3 separate regions of the Mus musculus genome follow, and all the other regions are linked to region 1. The links are chromatin contacts, called in public HiChIP or PLAC-seq maps. All regions are on one chromosome and are shown on one strand. The core of a region is the stretch at or near the end of the contact, and the rest is flanking DNA. Distances in the headings are between cores, read along the strand shown. Region 1 overlaps Trio (triple functional domain (PTPRF interacting)). Region 2 overlaps Ank (progressive ankylosis). Region 3 overlaps Ank (progressive ankylosis).

Region 1 (2,546 bases), core at 35-2,534:
AGCCACTTGCTCATTTCTAAAAGCTGCTACCCTGTCACTAAGTCCCAGAGGGTCAGCTCAGCTGTGCACCCTTTCACGCCCTGGCCCGCTGGATATGTGTATAGAAACATCTCTGCTGGCCTGGGTCTCCCTGAACTGGGCTGCTAGTGCAGGTGGCCCCCTGTGGCGCCTTTTTCACAAGCCACACTGGGTAGTGCATTGGGCAAGAGACGCTGACCGATGGTGTGAGTTGAATACCGGTCGCCTACGACTGTTCACAGGTGTGGAGCTGCTTTGTGACAGAGATGTGGACATGGCCACTCGGGTTCAGGACCTCCTGGAGTTTCTTCATGAGAAGCAGCAGGAGTTGGATTTGGCAGCTGAGCAGCATCGGAAACACTTGGAGCAGTGTGTGCAGTTGCGCCACCTGCAGGCGGAAGTGAAGCAGGTGCGTGACACTGAGGAATGATGGGAATTCTTGACCGGTTGGCCTCGGGGAGAATTTACCATGTCCCGCTGTGTAAGGTTGTTCTTGCCCTTGGACAGCATCTCATGGTAGAAATGAAGCCCACCCCTCCGTGGATGGCCAGCTGGAGTGGAAGAGCTGCCCGCTCAGCAGCCATAGCTCTTGAGTGTGTTGTCCCTGCCTATCCTTTCCTACTTGGTGGTCCCTTGCTTAAAGCATATTACTTCCTAGGCTAAGGAAATGCATGATTTTCCCCCTAAATGTTTATTAATCTGGACATATCTGCAGACTGCAAGTCTAGGCTTTTCTTGAGTTAGCTGCATACTATATAGAATGTCACATTTAGGGCGAAGCTGAGACAAATGGATTCAATACCACTAGAGTCAAGTATAGATATCACACTGTGTCCCGTGGTGGGGATAAAGGAGCGCTCCCTGATGGAGGGTCTAGATGGAGGAGTGAGGCTGTTAGATTCTGTCCATTGCACAGAAAGCCAGCCCTGGCCTTGTTGAAGGAAGTGCCAGGAGCCTCAGCCACGGCCTGCTGTGGTGCAGACACAGGCTGTGTTCACAGAAGAGCACATGCTCCTGGCACCACAGGTGATGGGGATGGGGGCTGCTATTCTCTTGTGTAGCATTAGTGTCACTAGTATTGTACATTTAAAGGAGACACAGTGTTGTAACCTGTGAGCATTTCTTCTTCCCTCAAGAAAAACCACTTATTTAAGGACTGATGTAGTTATACACCTTACAGGCTGTCTTTGCTTAGACTGTGAAGATGGCTTTCAGAAGCCATTCTACCCCTGTAATGAGTCAGCCGTGGTGTTTACTCACCCCATGGCCCTATGACACACCAGGCTGAGATTGTGGCTGGTGTCCCACAACCTCCCGCTGGAGCCAGCCACAGCCTGTGATTACCATTGCTGAGATGAAACACCATGACTGAAAGCAGCTTGAGGAGGAAAGGGCTTGTTTCACTCAGAGTTCCATACAACAGCTCGTCATGAAAAGCAGTGAGGGCAGGAACTCGGCAGTACAGGAACATAGAAGCAGGAGCCTGTGAGAGGCCGTGGAGGGGTGCTGCTCACTGGCTTGCTCCCCAGGGCTACCTTCCCAGCGGTGGTCCCACCCACAGCGGGCTGGGCCTTCCCCATCATCATTGATTAAGACTGTCCTACAGGCTTGCCTACACCCCTGTAGTGTGTACACTTGAGTCCCTTGGTTTGGCCTCTGAGCATTGTGGAGGAATCTATTTCACACCTGGGCTATAGTGTCATTTAACACTGATCGTCCTTGGAAAGTCAGTGAAACAAAGGAGTTGCTCTGACTAAGTAAGTGGCCAGTTTACTATGGGTTAGGTGAGAGTCTGGACAGGAAGTAGCAGGACTTCCCTCAAGTGTCAGGGAACTCATTCAGTGAACAAGTTTGCTTTATAACATGGAACAGTCTTGGTCTGTGTTCTCATAGCCCGTTCCCTCCACCATCTTAAAAAAAAAAAAAAAAACAACCCAGACCTTCTGTGCCCTTGTGGCAGTGTCTGTGGTGAGAGCCCTGTGGGGATTGTAGGCTCTGTTGGTAAGATTGTAAGGAAGTCAGGGCTGTCTCCTTACCAGGACCTCTAGGCCAGCTCTCCTCAACCTTCCTGATCTCTTTAATAGAGTTCCCCATGTTGTGGTGATTCCCCAACCGTAAAATTATTTCTATTGCTAGTTTTGTTACTATTATGAATCATAATGTAAATATCTGTTTTTCCCCTCGGTGGTTAAGTTTACCCCATGTGAAAGGGTCATTTGACCCCAAAGGGGTGGCAACCCACAGGTTGAGAACCACTGTGGACCGCTTTGTAGACCCACCCCCATCCCAGGAACCTTGCAGGGCGCTAGAAGGACCACTGCTTAGAGCTGCCTTCTGCCCCGTTTTCAGGTGCTGGGCTGGATCCGAAATGGAGAGTCCATGCTAAATGCTGGGCTCATCACGGCCAGCTCGCTGCAGGAAGCCGAGCAGCTGCAGCGAGAACACGAGCAGTTCCAGCATGCGATTGAGGTAAGGTGGTGTCTGCGGGTGGAGTTTATGGCCTGGAGACCAGCCTGATAACCCTTGGC
Region 2 (2,546 bases), core at 26-2,525, 340 kb after region 1:
CTTTTTAACAGGGTTCTGGGGATTTGAACCCTGATCCTCATGCTTGTATGAAAAGCACTTTATCCGAACTCCAAGTCTGCTTCCTTTCTAGATTCCTTATTAGAAGCAAAGGAGGAGAAGGAAGAGTGGGGTTATCAAGTGCATCTAGCCTAGAAATGACGTCTGTTATAGACACACAACTCAGTTCAGCTTGGAAATCAAAGTCAAAACCGAACTAGAAGCCTAAAGGGCATTAGATACCAAATTGTCTCCCCCCACCCCCCCAGCCCCCAGGCAGTAATAGAGATATGAGAAGTAATTTCACTTTTAATCTTGAGATTAAGCTACATTTGAATCAAATAGGTCTGATAGTGCACGTCCACAGTAGTTCCAAACTGCAACTGCCCTTTATGCCAGAGAACCCAGACAAGATCCTTCCTTCCAGTGTGTGCAATGAGGAACTACCGGTATACTATAACATGGAAAGGGACGGTCATTTCCAAACCCCGTGAGTTAATAAATACAAAAAGAGCCGTGCAGCGTTGAGATCGGGTAATCCTTGATATGTTATAAAAGGCTCCTTGGCTCCTAAGAAGGCAGTCTCAAGTCCAAGGTCTGTTCTGAATTGCTGCTCCAGACAAGAACTGGCCCTGGATGCTTCTGTTTTCTTCCCCTGGCTCCTCAGCTTAGCCCGACAAAGATTAGATTAGCGTCCCAAGCCTCTAGTTTCTAACCATGAAAGCTGAGTACCCTCACCTCCACAACTCAGGGAAGGCTACGCTGAAAAACACAGGTGACAAAGAACACATGGGCAAAGCCCGGCATGGTGGGGCACGCCTGTACCGCAGCACTCAAAGGTGAGAGAGGAAGAGCGGTGTAAGCCTACATAATGAGCTGGAGGCCAACTGGAAGCTACAAGTAGAGACTCTGTCTCATCTCAAAGATGAACCTGGAGTGGGCAGGCATGTCATTAACAGCTGTCAGTCACAGGCACATAGACAGCTTGCCTGTTTCAGATGCTTCCATAAAGCCCAAACGGGAAACAGATGACCACAGAGCAAAGATCAAGGTGCTTTCCTTGTTTGGCTGCCATTATAGAGAAGGCCAAGCTGTCGGGTTGATTGTGGCAGGTGAGGCTGCAAACATCTAGGCTACCCTTAAGAGTCCTGTGGCTTGCTCTAAGAGCTCACGCAGATGCTGGCACACCAAGTCTACTGACTCAGCAATTCCAGCCACTCCGCTCACTGCCCTTTGTACACAGAGGGGCCCCATCCATCCGACCTCTATGGTAAATCTCAGTGCTTTCCAAACAGTTCTTAGCCCCCTGAATCTGTGGGACAGATCCTATCTGCACTGAGCTGACTCATCCTAAAGAAACGCCTGATTCAAAGGTCAGTCATCCTCAGGGGACTGACATATTTTTATCTTTTTTTTTTTCAAAAAATATTTGCACTTCAAATGCCAGTGCCATCAGGTTAATTAACATATGTGACCAGAATACTAACTGTAGGTCCATGTAAGAGACCTTAATTATTAACAGCAGAGGGTGAGACACTGAGGCCAATTGTGCAGACTGACTGAGAGTGCACTTGGTTAGCCTGATAAGCAAATGAGAGAAACCCAAATGATAAGGTCCACACTGGTAAGTGTTTTTCCATGCACATGAGGTTCATGCTTTCTGGGCAAACCACTCAGCCCATGACAAACTAACTAAGGTGCTGTTCTGGGCAGCACCAACAGCCTGTAGTGTCAGTTCTCCCCTATGTCTGGATTTAGTCTATATAGAAAACAGAAGGCAAGTAAGTTTACTTTTCTCTAGCCTGCTAGCTGGCTGATGAAAGGCTCAGAGGCCCAGAACATAGCAGAACTGTTCAGGGGGATTAAAAACCCTGGATGTATGTGTGGGGCCCTGTCACTTCATGGACAAGAGCTGTGGCACAAATGAGAAAGACAAATGGTAAGAGGTAAGCATTGTGTGCTCCGCCAGGATACACATAGATCTACAGAGTCCCTGTCGTTCCTCATTCCTTCCTTTATATGGGAAGAACATGACTTAAGTATATTTTAGTAACAGGAACACCTTTAACCTTGTGCCAGATATTCTAAATGTTTTCCATATGGTCACGAGCCTCATAACACATTTTCCTAGGGAAAAAGGCCTGCGTATGTAGAAGGCTGGGTGACACAATTCCTAGCTATATAGGAAGCTGTACTACCTAGGTGTGCCCAGGTACAAGCTGATGTCTGTACAATGACCACATCACCCAATGACACGTCCCAAAGAAGGTAACCTGACTGTAAAAGAAAGCATGGCCACAGCAAACTTTAAACTTTCTCCAGTCGGGAACCCAACAGTGGGCTCTCTGCCAGCTTCTGCTTCCATGTCATTTTCATCCCTTTTTCTTTTTTAGATTTACTTTTAGTATTATTTTTAATGGTGGGTAGGTGTATGTATTTGCATGTGAGTACGCAAATGTGAGTTAAGGTTCCCGCAGACAGAATAGACCGTTTGGATCCACTAGAGCTGGAGTCACAGCCGGTTGTGAACTGCCTGACATGGGTGCTGG
Region 3 (2,546 bases), core at 18-2,517, 320 kb after region 1:
TAGAGCACAAAGGCCTCTTAGCCAGTCTGCAAGTCAATAAAGGCTTCCTAGGATCCTAAAAGCTTTTACAGAACTATCAGTATTGCCTGCATGAACACTGTGGGAAGCCAGGTGTGATGGCTCATGCATGTCATTCCAGCACTTGAGAGGCAGGATGACTGCCGTGAGTTCGAGGCCAGCCTGGACCACTTAGTGAGTTTTGCAAACTGGCCCAGGTTACAGTGAGACTGTTTACAAAAGCACATACCAAAGCTAGGTATGGTGCCCTGTACCTGCAATAGCAGCATTTGAGAGGCAGAGGGATTGCTGCGAGCTCAAGGCTAGCCTGGGCTACAGAATAAGATGCCTTCTCAAACTAAAGCATGAATGTACATAAACTGATGGAAAACATCACCACCAAACAAATAAATAAAATCAATCTATGAAGCCCACTCTTTGAAGATCCTCACTTGTCTCCCTGCTTATCTGAGGAGCAGTGGGTGGCTTCCTCCTACCTTCTGCCGATCTTCTGAGAACACAGCCAAGTTGTTCTCCCTGTAACCCCTCTAACCAACTAGTGCCCCACAACAGCTCCCGCCATAGCAACTGCTGGCAAATTTGAATTACTCATAGAAGTATTTCATTCATTCAGCTATACTTAAAGACTAGGCCTATCTGTCTAGCATCAGAATCACATTTGCCTCAGACAGTGAACATAGTAACTTTTTAGGCCAATGCACCATGTACATGAGCTGGGAGCCAGGAAGGTATACTGTACACACTAAATTTATATGCATCTTTCTTTGGTTGGTTGGTTGGTTGGTTGATTGGCTGGTTGGCTGGCTGGCTGGTTGGCTGGCTGGTTGGTTGGCTGGTTGATTGGCTGGCTGGCTAATTGGTGTTGAGATATGTGCCCCAAGCTGGCCCTGAACTTCTCTCTGCAGCCAAAGATGACCCTGAGTCCCTGATCCTTCTGCTGCTACTTCAGGAGTGCTGGTATTGCAGACATGCACCACAACTCACCCCGTTCGTTCTGTGCATTTCTTTATAGATCTAGCAAACGTGAGAGCCAGGAAGGAGCACAGCATGTCTGTAAGAAACTAAGGAGGACAGACTCAGTGAACTGATGATAAGAAGCCCGGGAAAGGGCAGAGGAAAATACACAAGAGGGACAAGCATTGGTCAAACAGACAGATGTGGGCGGGATAGCTAGAGGAGACCCACAGCCATGACTGTAGCTCTCAATGACCGAGATGGCCAGGATAAGCCCTTAGAACAATGGTCTAATGGAATGTGTGCCCAGTGCAGCTGTGCAGACAAAAAGAGTGTGTCATGCTTTAAGAGGTCACTGGGGCTATATGGGTGTGACCAAATCTCAATCCATCTGGTATTATATACATAAAACAGTATTTATTCTAAATGCAAGAAGCATTCCAACTCAGTGTTGACACGGTTTAACTAGCATTGCTCTAGAGCCTTCTATGGCTTAATTGTAGCTTTTAAAGGAAACGTAATAGCCTCTGATGACATTCAGGTTCGGGACAATTACTCAGACTCGTGTTGTATTCCATAGTCCTGGGACTGAAAGGCTGAAAGAACCTTGTTTCTAAGCTATGTATGCACTATTTGGCCTTCACAACTCCTTCTGTGTGTGTGTCCTATATGTGCAGGTACATGTATGTGCATATATCTGTGAATGTGTGTACATGTGTATGTGGAGGCCAGTGGCCAACTTGCATGCATCATTCTTTAAGCACTGCTCACCCTATAAAAAGGTGTGTGTGTAGGGGGTGGATATGTGTGGTGGGGGAGGGGCTTTGGCTTTGCTTGTACGTGTTCATGTGGAGGCCAGAGGTTGGCTTTAGGCGTCTTCTCTATCACTCTCCACTCTGTTTTGGGAAACAGTCTCTTCCTATGCCTGGATTTCACCCTTTCAACTAGAATGGCTGGCCAGTGAACCCTAGGGACATTTGCCTCCCTAGCACGGGGTAACTAGTGGGCACCACCACTGGTAACCTCCAGGTCCATAATATAGGATCCAGCAGATTGTGAAAGCTCAAATGCACCAGGTTCTCCTATAGTTCTAAATTTACAGAACAAAACTGTCTCCCCCTAGATATTTGCTTTCATTTGAAGATGGAAGCACAGTAAACAGAATACAACAAGCAACAAGCTCTCTTATCATCTAGTTTTCAATCCCCACAAAAATGTATGAACCGGGAGTCTTGTCTCATATGACTCTGCATTGAGTGTTTTCTTGGGTGGTGCAAAAACTGAAGAATTCGCAGAGAAAAACAGGGATGAGGAAAAACAGGAAGTCCCAACTTTGAAAAACATCCAATCTACCTTCTATGCAAACCACAGAAAGATTAGACAAACCAAGTACTTGTTGACATTGGCTGTAAACTTTGCAAAAAGGATACAGCCTTAAAATACACCTGGAACAAGACCAAGTCACCTCCTCACCGGCCTTTCTATCCCTTTGTAAATTGTATTTTAAAGGAACTGCTAAGCAGGAATAAAAAACAAGCCTTAAAAGAATTGTAGGGAGACGCCACTGCTGATGA

The links. HiChIP or PLAC-seq counts read pairs in DNA pulled down with a chosen protein or histone mark.
Region 2: a FOXA1 HiChIP or PLAC-seq map of pancreatic cancer cells shows a contact between it and region 1. The contact joins two enhancer-like sites. A contact is called at or near these places in 2 of 115 datasets of contacts at active chromatin or transcription factors (embryonic stem cells and pancreatic cancer cells).
Region 3: a contact with region 1 is called in an HNF4G HiChIP or PLAC-seq map of pancreatic cancer cells. The contact joins two enhancer-like sites. A contact is called at or near these places in 1 of 115 datasets of contacts at active chromatin or transcription factors (pancreatic cancer cells) and 1 of 9 other capture datasets (adipose tissue).

Annotation. Positions count from the first base shown.
Region 1 is chr15:27,848,874-27,851,419 of GRCm38.p6, reverse strand. It overlaps Trio (triple functional domain (PTPRF interacting)), which reads left to right. Exons shown (of 57, transcript NM_001081302.1): 15 at 261-427; 16 at 2,368-2,487. Among named protein-coding and RNA genes, the nearest start is that of Gm29975, 140 kb to the left of the region's middle. Within about 2 kb of position 1,284, at least 58 of the 459 cell types and tissues checked have an H3K27ac peak or open chromatin away from gene starts, as enhancers often do. A contact at or near this core is called in pancreatic cancer cells, where this site is marked.
Region 2 is chr15:27,505,375-27,507,920 of GRCm38.p6, reverse strand. The region is part of intron 1 of Ank (progressive ankylosis); the gene reads right to left. Among named protein-coding and RNA genes, the nearest start is that of Gm29901, 15 kb to the left of the region's middle. Within about 2 kb of position 1,275, at least 58 of the 459 cell types and tissues checked have an H3K27ac peak or open chromatin away from gene starts, as enhancers often do. A contact at or near this core is called in pancreatic cancer cells, where this site is marked.
Region 3 is chr15:27,528,907-27,531,452 of GRCm38.p6, reverse strand. All of the region lies in intron 1 of Ank (progressive ankylosis), which reads right to left. Among named protein-coding and RNA genes, the nearest start is that of Gm29901, 8.6 kb to the right of the region's middle. Within about 2 kb of position 1,267, at least 42 of the 459 cell types and tissues checked have an H3K27ac peak or open chromatin away from gene starts, as enhancers often do. A contact at or near this core is called in pancreatic cancer cells, where this site is marked.